Regions from separate parts of the Mus musculus genome. Here regions 1, 2 and 3 are each linked to region 4. A link is a contact called in public Hi-C, HiChIP or PLAC-seq and capture Hi-C data. All regions are on one chromosome and are shown on one strand. The core of a region is the stretch at or near the end of the contact, and the rest is flanking DNA. Distances in the headings are between cores, read along the strand shown.

Region 1 (2,823 bases), core at 205-2,704, 1.1 Mb after region 4:
CAAATCCTGGCATTGCCCAGCAACAAGGACCATCTCCAGAATTAGGGTTATCACAGTGGAGCACGATTTTGCACGTGTAGATCTTCAAAGCGGCATCAAGAGGATTGTTCTCTAAGCTGGCAAGCAGCCATCCAAGAGCCACTTAGAAGGACATTATGCTCCAGCCTCACCATTCCTGAAAAACTATGTCTGCACTCCCGGATCCCCTATTCTTTGGATTTCCACCACATAATTTAAGTTCAAGACTCGACCTCTCTCCCTCGACACCCTGGTTATTCCATAGCTGTTCTTTAGTGTCTGCTCCAAATACCTCATCACACAATGCTAGGCACTGTGCAGAATGCACATCAGGATGGCCGTGGACATGGCTGAAGGTGACAGGGGGTGGCAAGAAACAGTGAAGCATGGGAAAGAAACCAACTCAAGACACCCCCCCCCCCCGGTGGGTATCCAGCGGTTTCTCACCCTTCACCCAAATTCGCTGCCCACCCTTTGGAAAGCCACTGCCAAACAGCTAAGGGAGCGCGACGCGGGACTGGCGGGGTCAGGACTTGGGGGAAGGGAGTGGGGTTCAGGAAACCAACAGACGCGGGACAGTACCTGGTGTGGCTGTGGTTGCGGGGACAATCCTTCTTCTCCATGATGGCCGGCACGCAGTTGGTGAGCTCGGTCCAGTCGGCATGCAGCCCGCAGCTCCAGCCGGTGGAGAAGCGGGAGAAGAGCCAGGTCTCCTTCTTGCCCGGCCGGTGGCAGGTGCACTTTTTCTGGCCAGCTTTGCAGCTGCATGGCTGCTCCAGACGAATGTTCTTCACCAGGTGCCGGCCGAACGTGGTGCCCCCGGTCTTCTGGATGTGCAGGAACACGATCACATCCCGCCCTTTGATGTTGAAGTCCACGAAGCGGGTCAGGTCCTTGAGGGTGAAGTTGAATCGAGGCACGAACCGGGGCAGGGAGCCGTTTTCGGGCGCCTCGGGGTCCGGCTCCTCCTCTTCTTCCTCCTCCTCCTCCTCCGGGTCCCCGGGATCCTCATCCTCATCCTCGGGAGCCGCGACCCCACGAGACCCCTCGGGCGGTCCCCGGGGTGGCGGTGGCAGCTGGGGCCGCCGCTCCCACTCATCAAGGGGTGCTTGTGCCCGTCGGGCAGGACTCGGGACAGCGGGCGGGCGGGCCTCCCCGGAGCGGAGCTGCTCCCCGAAGTTGGTGCATGAGCTGGTGCAGGAAGGGGACACGTACTGGTACATGATGACCACGAAGAGGAGAGTGAGCACCGGCGTCAGCAGCCACTTGTTGAACCTTTCATCCATGGTCCCGTTCTCAGGCCGGCAGGTGAGGTGGCTGCGGCGCCAGCGGCGCGATCGGGCGCCTGCTCGGAAGTTTCGGGGACTCCGGGGCGCGGCTCGGAGCCCGCCGCTCCTCCATGCCCCTGCCGCCGAAGAGAACGGCTGTCTGGCTGCCCCGCCGCACTCCGGGGTTGGCAGAGCCGGGGCCTACGAGCGGAGCCGAGAAGACGGGCGCCGGCGCCGGCGGCTGTGGCGTGGGGCTCCTCTCGATCCCTGGGGCGCCGGGCTCCAGCCGGCTCCTCTTGTACCTGGACGCGGCGCTCTCAGGCGACACGGAGCATCCCGCCGCCGGTCGGTAGACGCTCAGGCGCTGCGGTGCGGGGTTCGTGTCCCGGACCTTCCCGGGGCAGCTGCGGTGGCGAGCACAGGAGCTGCATGAGGCTCACCAGGGCGCGGGCCAAGGGCGAAGGCTCGGCCCGGTCCCGCAGCCCCAGCCCTCCGCGTGCACCGCGCCCGGCACCTTTGCCCACGGGTCCCTGGGCGCCGAGAGCCCGCCGCAAGTTTGCAAAGCCGCCCCTCGGCGGCGGCGAGCAAGACGCCTCTGCGGAGCCGCCTCCCGGGCAAATCGCACTACTGCTCCGGGTCCGCCCGCCCAGGCGCAGGCAACGCGCACACACTCGCTCACGCGGGCTGGCACCGCCACAACCCGCCAGCCGGTGTGACAGGAGCCCTGCTACCCGCAGCAAAAAAACCTGCCCTAGGTACGGAGCATGCGCCAAAGCCTTCCTCAGCCCCGGAGGAGTTTCCAGGGGAGGAGTCCACGGCTCCGCGGGGCTCGCGGGAGGCTGCTGGGGGTGGGAATCCCTTCAGCCTGGAGCCTAGGGAGATCTGGCAGAAAGGCTACCGCGGAGCGAGAACAGGCCCCATGGAGGGCGTTGCTAGCGATGATCTGATTCCTCTAAATTGCAACATTGGCAGCTTTCTCAGTGTGAGAGTGGACAGAAACCTGGTTGGTCTTGTTTGCAGGAATAAAACACCCCTATGGCAGAAAGTCTCACGCAGACTAAACAGGCGGTTGCTTGTCCTTCCTCAGCAGGGTACATAGGTTCCAGACTTCATTTACTGCCTCCCAACACGCTCAAACTGATGCTCCAGTTTGTTCCAAGCTTCCTCAACTATGAACTTAGTAGGTCCAACACTACAACTTTATTCAACCAGCAACCATTAAAAAGCCTGCTTTATAAAGAGATTTGTGTTTGATGCGAACTCCCTTTCCATGGCTCCAAGACGCAGCCCTGCAGGATATAAGTCCTAAAATCCATTCCATTAACACAAAGTGGGCTCTTCGATGTTCAAGACTCGCCCTTTTCCCACCCCAGTAAGAAGCAACATCAGCTGCCCTCACCTGTGTTCCACAGTGAAGACCTCCTTCGTTGTCCACCGAGGTTTTCATTAAAAAACTTCTTTCGAGTGTGTACATTTTGAATTTGCCCCAGGATCCAAACTTCTTTGCTTAAATACACTTTATGGTTTTTCAGATAAT
Region 2 (3,044 bases), core at 122-2,621, 1.1 Mb before region 4:
CTTTCATGTTATTCTAGGTAGAATTTGAGGTTGAATAATATATGCCTTTTCAAGATTCATGGTCTTGATCATTTTCCCTTGTATTCATTAAGTACTCCATTTTTTTTTCTTTTCTTTTTAGGTTTCTTCTGCTTAGGGAACACATAAACTCTTGGTTATATGGGTTCATACTTTTAATGTTTTCAGTTTACTCTTTAGAAGTGGCAACGCATCTCAGTCAGGTGACCAGGAGTAATCATGCAAGCCTTCTAATACATCTTAGCATCCTGGAGGTCTCCTAGGCTAGGTTTCCAAAGGGTATTCGGCTTACTTTAACTTCTGATGCAGGACCCAGAGGGAGCCTGTGTTCTTGGAATACAAGGACACCTCAGAGAATAATCTCTTCTCTACCTTAGTCGAGGATTTATGCGTCCTCTATTTCTGAACTCTTGGGGACTCATTTTGTATGGTTAACCTTGCACAGCTGTGGGGCAAAGCGGGCACTCCTGAATGAGGCCTCAGGGTCCCTATGGCGAGAGACACAGCGATTCTGACTCTTAGACCACTTCCTATTTGCCACTTGTAAATAAAGTACTTCCTGGAACCGCATGGATTCACTCCATCCTTCCTTGTTTGCTGCAGAAGCGGCAGCTTAGGAGGAGGGCAGAGCTGGTGCCCAGAGAGGGCCTACGGCCTTAGGAGCAGTGAAGCGAGGGGAGGGCTGGGTAAGAGTCGGGACGCGGTTTCCTTCTATTGTCTTCCCTTCCTCCAGCACCCCTCCGCACCCCACTTTTCCCTTCTTGTGCGCAGCGCAGAGATGGCGGGGCCCAGCCCTTCCTCTGTCCAGCTAAGTTTCCACAGCCGGCGGCCCAGGCGAGGCTGAGTTCAGTACCCAAGGCAGTGCACACAAACCGCCCTCTCTACCCTTGGGGTTTCTTCCTTGATCTGGCTGGAAACTTCGTACAGTGAGGACGCTCCGGCCGGGGCTTTTGGAATAGGCCCCAGGCTAGGCCCCTCTGGGGACACCCCGAGTGCAGACTCTGGCCTCTGGAGGGCCAGGGCGGGTGGAGAGGGAAGGGTAGGAGTGGGCGGTGCTCTTCGCTCCCCCAAACTCAGCTCTCTTCCGCGCGCGAGGCCCACCCCGCGGTTCCGAAGGACCCCGGCGCACAGCACCCGAGAGCGCCCGCCTGCCCGCCGGGCCCCGGGGACCCCGCCTGCGCGCCCGCAGGGAGGCGCGACTGCGGCCTAGGGCGCCCGGCGGCTCCTCCCCTCCCCCTCCCCCTCCCGGAAGCGCGGGGCGGGGTCCCCGGCCGGGCCGCGGGGGCGGGCGCGGGGGCCGGGCCGGGGCGGGGCGCGGCGGACTGTGCGCGCCCACTCGGCTCCAGGCGGCCAGCGCTCGCGGGCCCAGGCCGCCCGGCTCGACCTGAGCACCGCGGCGGCGCAGCGACGGGATCCCTGGAGAAGCAGCCGCAGTCTCGAGACGTCCCCCGCGCCCCCCACTGCCCGCCCCAGGCTCAGTGTATGGGGCCGCGGCCCGCCAACCTTCGTTGAGACCGTCCCCGGGGTGCGGTGGCCTCGGGCTCCAGAGCCCGCCCCGCCACCCGAGGGCTGCGCGCGGCCCCGGGCCTGCTCGCCGCGCGGCTCCGCGCGTCCCGGGCCAGGAAGTGGCGGCGCCGAGCGCCATGGCCCACTCCCCGGTGCAGTCGGGCCTGCCGGGCATGCAGGTAGGTTGGGGTGGCCCGGTCGGGCTGCGGCCAGGGCGGAAGCGGGCAACTTGGCGGTGTCAACACGCCCCCCCTCCCCCCAACCAGCCGGGCCCGCTTCTCCGGGATCTTCGCCGACTCGGGCGGCGGGGATCTCGGGTGTATGCACGTGGAGGGGCTTTGGGGTCTGCGGCCTGGGGCCGAGGTGGGGTGCAGGAGCTTTGCGCTCCCCAAGTCCGACGCGCAGGCCGAGCGCCCATCCCGGGCAGGAGTCTGAACTAGTGTCCTTGGAGGCCCCGCTTTGGTGCCTGGGCCCTATGTGGGCCTGGGACAGGGATAGCGGCACTCTGGGGTCCGTCCTCAGTTAGCAAAAGTCCCTCCCCAGACCCCTCAAGCGGGAGACCCGAGCGCAGGGCGGGAGCGCGCCCCGGCTGGTCACAGTCCGGGCGGGCCGCAGGGCGGGGTGCAGGAAGATGTAACCTCGCATCGGAGCCTGTAGTTCTGGTGCGGAAAGTGCGAGGTTGCAAACTCGGGAGGCGGAACCCACACCTCCGCGAGCGCCCTGGTGTGCAGAGCCCAGGTTCATCCCTCGGGTGCCAGGACTCCGCTGCTGGACTTTCACTTTGAGACCGGTTGGCATCCAGAGGAACTGTGTGCTAGCGGGCTTCTTGGTGCACACTTTGTATCTTCTTAGCCTGCCAGTGACTTTTTCTTCGGAGGGGAAGGGGGCGGTGAGGGGACGGAGTTGAATTTCAAGTTTATATGGATGCACGAACTTTTTTTTTGCTATTGAGGATGGTTTTCTGCACTTTGAAAAACAATCACTTGTCTGTTCAAACTTGTAAAGTTTGTGAGCGTATATAATAAATACAGACATAATGATTGCGATTAAGATAGCAAGACCAGTCAAAGTTTTGCTTTCCCAAGGAAGTGAACGGAAGAGTTTTGCTTAAAAAAAAACAAACAAAAATCAACAACAACAAAAAAAAAACAAAACACCTCAGAATATCCAAGGTTATCAGTTTATAGATGCAGCAGGCGCCTTCTCTCTGGCTTCAGGGTTGAGCCGCATGGACCTTGCTTGCCTCTTACTGCTTCTGCCACTTCTGAAAATAGTTCCTATCCCTCTTTTCTTCTTCTTTTTTCTTTCCATACCACGTAAGGAAAATGGTTTTCTTGGCCCCGGTTTTGAACTCTGGAAAAATAGGAATTCAAAGTTACCACTTCAGTGGCCACTAGAACTTGAGTCATTTTTAAGGGATAATAAAGTTGGAATTGAGAAGTGTCACTGGAAAAGTGCTCTCAAAGTATTCCTGAGTCTCACCTTGCCTGCGTTCTAAAACTTGATGGTGCTGGCCGCTA
Region 3 (3,072 bases), core at 225-2,724, 1.2 Mb before region 4:
GAACCTCGGTGCCACCACTTCTTGGTTTGTCATTGGGAAGTGGAAGAAGGTGGTGGGTGGTTGCTTCTCCCCAAGGAAAGGCCTTTTAACAACGGAAGCAATCACCATCATAGCTGGAGGCAGAGCAGCAGGACACAGGGGACATCTGTTGGAATGCCAAGAGGACATGTTTAGGGCCTTTGAGAAGTTGCAGGAGACCATCGCACACAGTCGAGAGCAAGGGCAGGGGTTGGGGTGGGGGCAGAAGCGACTGTGTGTTCAGTCACGGGTTTATGGGTCATGGCAAAGACATAGGCTTCTCCTTGAAAAGTCCCACACTCTGGCCAGTGCCGAGGTGGGGTCCCTCCGGCTAAAGAAGCAGCAGAAAGAGATCAAGCATTGACTCAAGATCCCCTCATGACCTACAGAAGAGCTGCTCAGTCCAGGAAGGTGGCATTAGGACTTTCAGAGTGGCCCATACTAAGGCTCTGAGTGCTTTGTTTCATCTAGCACTCAAAGGAAGTGGGCCAGCATCTCCTGACTGCCCCTGAGGAGACCAAGGCACATGGCAGTTAAGCAATGTGTGGGAGCAATGTTTGCTCCTACAGGAAGGTGTTCTATCTCCTCTCCTCTTCCCTTTCTTCTCCTCCCTCTCACCCCTCCTCCTCTCTCCTTTTCTTCTCTCTCCACCTTAATTATTCAGGTATTTGCTTAACAAGTTACTTCAGAAAGCACTAGAGGACACCTCCAGTTCCCTTTGTACCTTTAGGTCCTGGGAACAGAAGAACTTACTAAACCTTCAGCTAGAAGGAGTCATGTCTATGAGACTCTGCATTCTTCTTCCAGGAGCAGCATAGAAGAGTGGTCAGTTTATGCTGTAGAAGCCATGGTTTCAACTTGAGGTCCTCTTGCCTCTTATGAGTTGTCTCTTCTCCACCACGGCCAACTGCACACCTGAACTGTGAGCCCTTACTTTCTAAAGTCGTGTCTTCTCAGGCCAGGCCATGAGGAAAGTGCATAATACAGAGAGCAAGTGACTGCATACAGTTCTGAGGCTCAGTTTTCTGTCCAGAAATATGGGTTACCTGGACGTATTGCCCTTGGTGATATGTTTCATGCTCGTGTATCCAGGACCGAGGGGTTCCCAGGACGGAAGGGAGCTGGTTGCTTTAATGAAATGAAACCAGACATAGAAAGTGCATTGGTCTTGCACATAGTAGGTACTCTATACAAGCAGGTTATTGTTTTACTTCTTTGCCAACAAATACTGTTTTACTTCTTTGCCAACAAATACTTAGCAAACATTTACTTTATACTAACTGTAGTTTAGTGCCAAGCGGATGCACCACCCTTGCCTGCTTTGATAGCTTTAAAGGCATTTGATGAGCACCCCGCCCAACCCCTTGGGGTTTGACCAACCATGGCCCAGTGAAGCAACCCTCAAGTGTTTATCTGGGAGTGCCCCATCTTTGCCACAAGGTGGCAGAAGAGTACACTTGTGGGTTACAAAATAACAAAAGTTTTAGGTAAACATTGGCCCTGTCTCCTCCGGAATTGTTCATGCTTAAACATAAGAAGCCTTGTTAGATACCGGAATTGATCATCCTAAATGTTTCCATCTTGAGAAGGGCGGAGGTGGTCTGTTAGGTCGGGGATTCCAGTAGGTTTGCTGTTCCTCAGGACGGCACCCAGAGGCGCCCGATAGTAATGGGCTTTACTGAATTGGGGGATACTGAGGAAGGAGACTGTCGACTAGAAGGCGTCTCCCGCGTGGTGGGTTCTGCATCATTTCACTAATGTCTGACGCACTCGTTTTTCATTCAGCCCATGGCACATTGCTGTTTTCCATGCGTTGAGGTTGCCCGACAGATTAGCAAATCTGAAACAGTGGTGGTTGCTGATAAGTGCTAACAGAAGCAAGCTTAACAAGAGGTTAGAGAACAGCGAGGGTCCACTATGATTATAAATATTATACATGTTCTACCAAGAGAGTTCTGTTTTCAATATGTTGGTTTTTCCAGAATCTTCTACAAGATGCCAATCTGGGAGCCTTTTATAAAGAGTTCTGGAGGAGTCCTGTAGAAATGATCTTGGAGTTTCCTTGATTTTTTTTTTTTTTTTTTTTTTTTTTTTTAAGTTTAAATCCTGTTTTTGCCTTTTTTCCCCCTTGGATCTTTCAAGTCTAAAAACATGTTAGATTCCTCTTCCATTTGATTGGCACTTGGCTGGGTACAGAAATCCCGTTGAAGGAGGTTCTCTCTTGGGTATTTAGGGAGTGTTCTTCCTTGTCTTTCTACTTTTGATGATGCTATTAAAATCCCATGCCAGGCTCAGTATTTAATATTTTATATGGTATTTTAGTTACTCACCATTACAACAGAATACATGACAAAGAAGACATGTGGTATGGGAGGAAAGGTTCGTTTGTCCACCATGACAGGGAAGGCACAACAGCAACACCTGAGGTAGCTGCTCACACTGTATCCACATTCAGGAAGCAGTGAGAGGCAGCTCTTTCACGTTTGATCAGTGTGGGACTCATGCCCAAGGGATGGCACCCTGAATACTCGGCTTGGTTCTTTCCCCCCCTCAGTTAAACATTTCTGGAAACACCCTCCTGGACACACCCAGAGATATGTTAGCAGTGAAGATAAATCATTGTATATGGGAACCCTTTTCCCTAGATAAGCTTGTCCCTTGGATATATTACAGGATGTTTATTCAACACGCTTGAGATTCTAATAATAATGTTTTATTTTAATTAGAAACAGGGTCAGGAGATGGTACATCCCAGAACTTAGGAGGCACAGGAGGTGGATCTCTGAGTTTGAGGCCAGCCTGGACTCTGTAGAGTGAGTTTGAGGACAGCCAAGGGTACACAGAGAAATCCTGTCTCAAAAAAAGGAAAGGAGGAAGGGAGAAGGGGAGAGAGAGGGAGAGAGAGAGAGAGAGAAGACAGACAGAAAGAGTGTGTTTTTAATTTGAGGACTTTTTAAAAGAATCAATTTGGAATATTTGTGTATATAAAATGAGATTTCTTGGGGTGGGAATTCCTTTATGTTTCCTATACAACTTATGCACACAATCTGAAAG
Region 4 (2,700 bases), core at 10-2,509:
TTCTAAAAATGTTACACATTTATTGTAAACACATGCTTCCAAGGCCTAACAAAAAAAACACGGTTTCCTCAGCCTGGCAGAAATTTAAAACGGAAAAGGGCAGAAAGAATTCTTTAACACAGAGAAAGCCTTCCCTTCTCCTGGGCCAAGTGTGTTAAAAATAAATCTGCTTCACCCTTTCCAGCCGCTGCTTCTCGGCAAGAAAGTTGATCTGGCTGGGCATAGTGAGAGCCCAGCTTTAAAAGCTAGCCTGCTCTCATTAAATTATTCTGCTGGCTGTGTGTTCTCATTAAAAATGCATACAGATCAGATAATTGCAGTAAGCATTATTAACCCAGCCTTACTTTTGAATATAATGGTTCCACTTTTAAGCTGGAAACAAAGACAGAGGCTGCCAGGAAAAGCAATGTAAACATTGAACCACAGTGTCTAAGACTAGCCAGGAAGCTTCCTCTTCTGCCCTGGTGCTGCTTAAAATGTGCTTTTGAAACTCAATTAAAGCCATTGCCCTGTAGCACCAGGGTGGCCCCCAATTTCCAAGAAACAGACATATTTTCGTCCCAAACGTTCAGCCGATGATTATTTAAGCAGATTTTTTTTTTAAATTCTTAATTTCAAGTATGTTTTCAAAGAACAGGAAACACGTAAACTTTATTCTGTAGCCCACTCTGGCAGTAAAAAACCTCCATTATCTTAAGATAATCCTGGCCTGGATCTTTCAGATAATTAAAGATAATAATAATAAACAAATCTGTCCTTTAAATAAATAAATAAAAACCTCGGTTTTTTTTTTTTTTTTTTAATGCCTCACCCTAAACGGGCGGCGTAGATTCCAGCTTTGCCGTTTCTTGTTCTCAAATCCAAACGTTACGTAAAACTCCAGGGTTTCCTGCGAGTATTCCGTTCGAATTAGTGGAATCGGTCTCCCTGGCTTCCCTAAGCACACACATGGAATGCAGCATACTGCAGCAAACTCTTTAAACATTAAAAAAAAATTGGGGAGGGGGGGTTGTTTCTCCTACCTTGTTTAGCTCTGCTCGTCTTCCCCATGTACAGTAACCCCAAGAACATCTGGCAGGACCGAGTGGCCGTGGCTTCTCCACCGCATCATGAGGAAGGGGGGTCCATGCAAATAGTTCTCCGTCCCTGTTTATTGTACTCTGCGAGCCGCCGGCCGTGGCTGGAAAATTTTACCTTCAGATGATGAAGCAAAGACAGTCTAAACTCTGTTGCTGTGAGCTGCAGCCCTTCCTTCCCACAGGCCCCGCCCAGGCTCAGCCCACCAATCCCCGGCCAGCTCGTCAGCCCTCCTCGTCTGAAACTGGTCCTCATAGGATGACTGACACAGCAACACAGCGCTGGCAGGCTCTGAAAACAGTGCGTCCATACTGATGGAAAAGGGATCTCCCTCTCCGAGGAAAGCAGTCATAGCTCCGAGACAAAGTGGCACATAATTGGCAGAGCACAGAGAGGGGTAGCTCAGACAAATACGCTTCGAGACACCCAGCCCGTAGCTGGGAGTTGCATCATAAACACTCCGGGAATCACGAAACTCCTAAGATGGCCAAGAAATCCAATTGGATCCCAAACTAAAGTCTTAGGGCGTTTGAGGAAGCATACTGACATAGATGTACACATTCGTTTGTGAGACAATTCAGTGTTTTTCATGCAAAGTGATACCTTACGAAACATTTGCAGGCAATTTCCATGACGGAGGGAGGCTATAGCCAAGTTGGATTGCACACTGAAGACCAGACCATGCTTGAAGCCCCAGCACACAGCTTTTCTAGAGAGCTGTCATTTCAGTGGCTACTTACTGGAACCCATATATTTTCCATCTAAGTTTCCAGAGCACTAGAGACTTCAATTAGGGGATGCCGAAGGACAGAACTGATATCTCTACATTAAGCTTTGAGGCTCTTGGCTGGCACCCACTGGGGGATTAACTGTGTCTTAACCTTCTTAGATGCCATTTGATAAATGCTCATACGTTGCCCATCCTGTCTTTAGTGCCGCAATGACTGCTGGAGGGCGTTTACTGCTGAATACACATGGCACTGACCTAAGGGACATCCTCCATTTTCAATCTACAAAGGTTGACCCACAGATGCCAGAGGTTCCCTAAGATAAAGCAAGAAAAAAAAGAACGGAAAGGGTTATTTTTTTCTTCTTCTCAGTCAACAGCATTTCTGCATGCTTTGAAAACAAAAACAAAAACATATGGCATTTAGAAAACACAATAAGCACACATTTTCCTTCCACAAAACACAACATTTTGCATCTTAAAAATTAAGTATGAAGGTCCCGTGACTAACTACAGGCAAGAACAAAGATCCTATTCATCTGAAAGATTGAGCCTCTCTCTCTCTCTCTCTCTCTCTCTCTCTCTCTCTCTCTCTCTCTCTCTCTCTCTCTCTCTGCAACTGTTTAACGAATGCATCTGGAATGGAGTAACAGGGCAGAATGTAATGGTTTTGGTATTTTTAGATTTTGGAATTGTGTTCTTAAAACACATCATTTCTTGTGACTTGTGGACTAATTTTCTTCAATAGAATATCTTATTTTACTCCTCTTCACTTTAATCTCTAATATTGATTTTCATTTCTAGTCAATATTATCTTTGATAGGCTTTGGTTAAGTCTGTTGTTTTGTTTTGTTTTTCCTGGAAAGTTAAATTAGCTACATTTAAACAAGTGGAAA

What was found. A called contact is a pair of places that touch in the nucleus more often than the background predicts. HiChIP or PLAC-seq counts read pairs in DNA pulled down with a chosen protein or histone mark. Capture Hi-C pulls out chosen DNA fragments and counts their contacts.
Region 1: a contact with region 4 is called in a capture Hi-C map of embryonic stem cells, with 2.9 times the contacts expected there. The contact joins the promoter of Hs6st3 here to the promoter of Mbnl2 in region 4. A contact is called at or near these places in 7 of 39 promoter capture datasets (cranial neural crest, embryonic stem cells, frontonasal cranial neural crest and 3 more), 3 of 115 datasets of contacts at active chromatin or transcription factors (embryonic forebrain, embryonic stem cells and stem cell-derived neural progenitor cells) and 1 of 9 other capture datasets (embryonic stem cells).
Region 2: a contact with region 4 is called in an HNF4G HiChIP or PLAC-seq map of pancreatic cancer cells. The contact joins the promoter of Stk24 here to the promoter of Mbnl2 in region 4. A contact is called at or near these places in 4 of 39 promoter capture datasets (the C10 cell line, hematopoietic stem and progenitor cells, liver and 1 more), 3 of 484 Hi-C or Micro-C datasets (B cells, the G1E-ER4 cell line and myeloid progenitors) and 1 of 115 datasets of contacts at active chromatin or transcription factors (pancreatic cancer cells).
Region 3: a contact with region 4 is called in a Hi-C map of B cells, with 8 read pairs. The contact joins the enhancer-like site here to the promoter of Mbnl2 in region 4. A contact is called at or near these places in 3 of 39 promoter capture datasets (liver and pre-B cells), 3 of 484 Hi-C or Micro-C datasets (B cells, CD4 T cells and the G1E-ER4 cell line) and 3 of 115 datasets of contacts at active chromatin or transcription factors (fetal liver, large pre-B cells and pancreatic cancer cells).

Annotation. Positions count from the first base shown.
Region 1 is chr14:119,136,896-119,139,718 of GRCm38.p6, reverse strand. Hs6st3 (heparan sulfate 6-O-sulfotransferase 3) reads right to left here and starts at 1,454. Exons shown (of 2, transcript NM_015820.3): 1 at 601-1,454. The coding sequence starts at 1,304.
Region 2 is chr14:121,377,557-121,380,600 of GRCm38.p6, reverse strand. Stk24 (serine/threonine kinase 24) reads left to right here and starts at 1,371. Exons shown (of 11, transcript NM_145465.2): 1 at 1,371-1,703. The coding sequence starts at 1,662.
Region 3 is chr14:121,449,678-121,452,749 of GRCm38.p6, reverse strand. The region is part of intron 2 of Gm33299 (a long non-coding RNA gene); the gene reads left to right. Among named protein-coding and RNA genes, the nearest start is that of Gm33299, 5.7 kb to the left of the region's middle. Within about 2 kb of position 1,474, at least 63 of the 459 cell types and tissues checked have an H3K27ac peak or open chromatin away from gene starts, as enhancers often do. A contact at or near this core is called in B cells, where this site is marked.
Region 4 is chr14:120,274,228-120,276,927 of GRCm38.p6, reverse strand. Mbnl2 (muscleblind like splicing factor 2) reads right to left here and starts at 1,259. Exons shown (of 8, transcript NM_207515.2): 1 at 1,023-1,259. All of the region lies in intron 2 of Gm52122 (a long non-coding RNA gene), which reads left to right.